2 separate regions of the Gossypium hirsutum genome follow, and region 1 is linked to region 2. Evidence: chromatin contacts called from public Hi-C data. All regions are on one chromosome and are shown on one strand. Each heading gives the region's core, a stretch centred on a gene start, on an enhancer-like site or on the middle of the called end of the contact. The rest is flanking DNA. Distances are from core to core; before and after follow the strand shown. Region 1 has its middle 21 kb from the start of LOC107904066. Region 2 holds the start of LOC107904064 (homeobox-leucine zipper protein ATHB-13).

Region 1 (2,700 bases), core at 48-2,547, 35 kb before region 2:
CAAATATGTCTCTCTATCTTAAGTACAATGTTTTGAGTAACATAACATAAAGGTTTCTCTCTTTTTCTTATTAATCATTAGTTCATTAGTCAAGGTCATATGTAATTTCATCATCTAATGCAAACAATATTCTAAAAGTTTTGCTGGTTCAAAGTTACAGATTCAATGAATATTTGATCATAGCAAAGCAAACAAAGAGCACTCATGTTTGCATTTGGGTTTGTTAGTAGAGGTAAATAGTTCATGATCGTGGTAGGACTAGGGTTAGGATCCAAAAACAGAAGCTAAGCGAAGGAATAATACAAAATATAAGGGTTAATGCGTAGTTTGTCTTTTAAACTTATTTAAAAGTACTTAGTTGGTATTTGAATTATTCTTTTACTTAGTTAATATCTGAACTTGTATTTAGCAATCCAAGTTGGTACCACTACACTAACATCGTTAGTTTGTAATGATGTGGAACTGATGACCAATCATATAGTGACATGTAACAGCCTCTCAGCAAGACACATGAATGATATAAATTTAAAAAATTAAAAAATATAAATTAATTTAAAAAAAGAATAATTTTTTTAGACACGGTCAAGTACTAGCTAAGTACTTTTGGACAATTTAAGGGACAAACTACATGTTACCCCTTAAAATATCAACGTTGTCAACAAATTAGAACAATGTGATAAAATACAAATTTAGGTATAAATTAGGTAAAAAAAGTTTAAGTACCAATTAAATAATTTTGAACAAATTCAGGATAAACTATATATTAACAAATAAATAAAAAAGAGAAGTAAGCCAATGAAAGCTAAACTATTACTATCACCCCTTAACAGTATCTTCAAACATAGTCAATAGTATGAGATTTATTACGTGGGGGACAAGCTTGTGAAAGCAACATATTTGACATTTCTTAGGTGGCTTATGGAAACATATACTACTATTGATGATCAGTACATATGAAAGTTGATGAGGATAAAAGGAAATTGTCTGCTTAAAAAGAGCTGTTTGCCAAAACAAAGACCCCAGCACCCTAAAGGAAATGATAATGGAGTGGAAGCATCTATGTCTAATCAAATAAATAAACCCGTATAAGTATGTTAAGTTAGGAAGCTAGGATTTCATGTTGATCATTGCAGAATCTTGCTTTAGCTTGGATTTATGAGAAGATTTTGTTTCTCTAATGCCAAATGATTAAGTGCAATGGTGGAGTGTGGACGTTAAATGGAGTGTCTTGAGATATATAGAGAGGGGGAGATGGGGCTCAACTCAAAGACAAAAAAGGACCTGCAGCGGTTGCAGGGTTCCTTGCATTGGCTTTTCAAAAACCCTATTCTTCTCTTTCTCTCTCTTTTATCTTTCAATTTCAAACACAGAGCCATTTACAGTTGCAGAGATGAAAGGAAAGGACTGAAACTGAGGAAAGGATAATGGATGGGAAAGAGGGTTTGGTCCTAATGCACGATAGGTGTTGGTGGGTTAGGTAGCAAACCCCTGACCCCCGGCCCCCCCTTGGTCTTGGACCCATCCCCTTAGATTCCTACCTCTTCTCTCTCTCTTCCTTTAGTTTAAACCCTAACTAAGATGCATCCAACTCAGTTCTCTTTTTTCTTTTATGTAACCATTTAAAATATGACATTCATCACAAACTTTCTTTCTCTAAGAAACCCTAAACATTTTTCACCCCACTCTTTGCATCTATCTTATTTGCTTAATACAAGTAGTAAGCAATGCTACTAGGAACAAGTGTTGGTGTAATGGTAAGAAATAATACTTTTTATAAGTAACGGTAAATTTAAACTTCTAAGACAACATTACTAAGAAGAATAATCATCAACCACATACATGGTTATAAAACGAATATAAAAATACAAAAATAAAAGAACAACGTCGTCATCGTCATCAAAATAACCCACTTCACATTAACTAGGAATATTAAAAAATATGAGATACGATATATGCTATATAAATTTTATTAAGTTTCAATAAACTAGATAATGGCAAATAAACAAAAAAAAAATTAAACTAAATTTAATTAACTTCATTTTTATTGATCCATCGTCATTTGGTTCATTAATAGTGCATAGAATTTAATGTTATAAAACACCACTATTCAGGGAGGAATTAGACAATGTGATCTTCTTTGGCCTTACATTTTCATTTAGAGTATGAAAAGATTAGGCCAAAGCATCCAATCTATAGTTTCAAGGAATTGTTGGCATCCACTCTACCTATCTCGTAATGGCCTACACATCTCACACTTATTTGCAAATGATTTATTTTTTTTTCTATGAAGAAAATATAGAGTAAGCTAAGTTACATCTTAGAAACTCATAATTTTTTCAAATACTATTCGGAAATAAAATTAATGTTGGGAAAACCCAAATTTTTTCTCTAAGAATATCGTTGAGGTGAAGGCATACATTACCAGTTTTAAATTGGGCTTTCAAAGAACAAATAATCTCATAAATTATCTTGGGATACCAATTTTCAACAAGTGAGTAATTAAGGATATTTATCATTTTGTTGTTGAAAAAAATCAAATCTACTTTGAATGGTTAGGAAGCAAGCTTACTGTCTATGGTGGGCTAAGTTACTTTAGTTAAATTAGTACTAAAGATCATTCCAGGTTACTTCATGCAGATGACACTTATTCGAGCTTCGATTTGTAACAAGATTGAGAAGATTGTATAGGGTTTCATTTGA
Region 2 (2,700 bases), core at 6-2,505:
GAAGTGAATTTTTAGGATTATTATCTAGTGTATTTGGAATAATCATAATCTTTTCATCTTTCAGGGTACGACTTGGAACAGCAATAATACTATTAAGGTCTCGTAGTTGGGCCAAGCAATTTTTGCTGTCTGACAAGAGGCCAATTGAGAAATATATTTGGAAACCGATCCTTTGCTCTAATTTGATTGGGAGTGGGAAATACAGTTGGATCCGTTAGACATGAGGATGGTTCTGCGGCAGCAGAGGGAGTTGTGAGAAACCGAAATGGGGAGTGGATCACTGGCTTTAATAGGTTCTTGGGCAGCTACTCAATGTTCGAGGTTGAATTGTGAGGCATATTGGATGGATTAGACATCTTACTTGACCGAGGTTTTGATAATGTGTTGATCCAGACAGGCAGCTTGGAGGTGCTTACGGTCATCTAGGAAAGTCTTATAGGAGGGTCCAATTCAGCTCTGATCAGAAGGATTCTTCAACTATTGTATCAAATTCGCCATTGGAATATTTGTTACATACTTAGAGAAGAGAATCAGGAAGCCGATAGGTTGGCCTGGTTGACTCACTTGGGAAGTCAAAGCCTGCACATTTTTAGGGAATTGAATTTACCTATGTAGGTTGTGTCTTATAATTTCTTTTTCATCATAAAAAAAAAGGTTGTGTCATGTAATTCTTTTTCATTAAAAAAAGAATAAGGGAGTAACATTTATAGAAAAAGTAAATTATTTATAGCTATCAAGCTAAGTTAAGATGATTAAGGGAACCAACTGTTACTGGGAAATTTAAGGAAATAACCGGCAGTGAAAAGATTAATTTACTTCCAAGAAGTAAAAAAAAAAATTGAGAAATTTATGAGTTTGCACTACATTGAACTTATAAATTTAATAGTTGATTAATAAAGAGAATTATGTAAGTGATATATAAAAAGGTATTTCCAACCGAAAATGACCCTCATATTATTGGACTTGGATTGGAAGCACTCCATGAAATTGTTTTCAGAGTCACCACACCAGGCTTAATTTAGTTAGCAGCTAAGCCTTTTCTTCGTTTTTTCTTTTCTTTTTCTTGTCTCACTTTTGTCCCCAACATGCAAATGGGTTGTGTGCGTCAACAAATTATTTAATCAAATAATCATGAATTTTCTTTTTATTGTTAAAAGACTTTTTATAACCAAAAAAAAAAAATACACCGCTTTTCCCTCTCCAATGCCTTATTTATAAAAAAAAGAAAAAGTAAAATAAGATAAAATTAAAAATCCCTGTTTTCTAATGAAATAAATCCATCCTCGTATAAAGAGACTAAATGAATGGAAGAATAGAGTCATCATCGTTCATATACATCTCTTTCTCTCAATAGAAATAATATAAAAGAAACAACAGTTTCTTCCTAAAAAGCTAGAGGTTGCAGTTTGATAAGGTATATAAGCTATCAATTTTCTACAAATCTCTGCATCACCTTCATTCCAATTCAAGAAATTCTAGTTTTCCTTTTAGTCTGATATATGTAAATATATATCGAATCTCTCTTTTGCTTTTCTTGCATTAAACTCTGTGTCCACTCCGAGGATCTGCAACAATCATGAGTTGGTGAAAATAGAGTTTTTCTTTAATATTCTTGCAGGCTTATTTAAAACAAGACCTGTCTGCCATCTGCTCCATGTCTTGCAATGGAATGGCTTTCTTCCCAGCAAATTTCATGCTCCAAACGCCTCATCATGATCACGAAGATCATCAACGCTCCACTAATTCTATCAATCAAATCCTCCCTTCTTGCACGGCGCCCCAGGAGTTTCATGGTACTTAGTCTCACATATATATCTTTATGCTTTCATCTGCTCTAAGTCTATGCTGGAATTCAATTTGATTTATGTTTTGGAGCGACAGGTGTTGCATCATTTCTGGGGAAGAGATCAATGTCTTCATATTCAGGTATAGATCATGTGTGTGAAGAAGCAAATGGAGAGGATGATATATCGGACGATGGGTCACAGGCAGGTGAAAAGAAGAGGAGGCTTAACATGGAACAGGTAAAGACACTAGAGAAGAACTTTGAGTTAGGCAACAAGCTGGAACCCGAGCGAAAAATGCAGCTGGCTCGAGCTCTTGGACTGCAACCAAGACAGATTGCTATTTGGTTTCAAAACAGACGAGCTAGATGGAAAACCAAGCAACTTGAGAAAGACTATGATCTCCTCAAGAGACAGTACGAGCTCATCAAAGCAGAAAATGATGCACTTCAAGCTCACAACAAAAAGCTTCAAGCAGAGGTAAACCCACAGTATAAATATATATATATGTTTAGTTGTTTACGAGCTAATTCATGTTGTGGGTGTGTGGAAGTAGATAATGGCACTGAAAGGCAGAGAAGCTAGTGAATGCATCAATCTGAATAAAGAAACAGAAGGTTGTAGCAGCAACCGAAGTGAAAACAGCTCGGCTGTGAAGCTGGATAACGACAGGCCGCCGCAGCCGCCGGCTACGATTAGCAGACCAGCAAAAACCCTATTTCCAACAGGACTGTTCCAAGCGGCGTCGTCAAATTCAAGCCACGATGATCATCATCAACCTTCTCAAATGGTTAAAGAAGAGAGCCTCATCACCAACATGTTCTGCACCATCGAGGAACAAACCGGGTTTTGGCCATGGCTTGAACAGCAACAACATTTCAATTGATTCATCATTTTTCAAGTTCCCGAGGGAGAG

The links. A called contact is a pair of places that touch in the nucleus more often than the background predicts.
Region 1: a contact with region 2 is called in a Hi-C map of fibers, with 2.9 times the contacts expected there. The contact joins the enhancer-like site here to the promoter of LOC107904064 in region 2. A contact is called at or near these places in 4 of 34 Hi-C or Micro-C datasets (callus, fibers, leaf and 1 more).

The regions. Positions count from the first base shown.
Region 1 is chrD05:35,237,313-35,240,012 of Gossypium_hirsutum_v2.1, reverse strand. No RefSeq gene overlaps it. Among protein-coding and RNA genes, the nearest start is that of LOC107904066, 21 kb to the left of the region's middle. Within about 2 kb of position 1,297, at least 3 of the 9 cell types and tissues checked have an H3K27ac peak or open chromatin away from gene starts, as enhancers often do. A contact at or near this core is called in fibers, where this site is marked.
Region 2 is chrD05:35,202,689-35,205,388 of Gossypium_hirsutum_v2.1, reverse strand. It overlaps LOC107904064 (homeobox-leucine zipper protein ATHB-13), which reads left to right and starts at 1,255. Exons shown (of 4, transcript XM_016830333.2): 1 at 1,255-1,414; 2 at 1,619-1,793; 3 at 1,882-2,264; 4 at 2,341-2,700. The coding sequence starts at 1,655. The coding sequence ends at 2,670.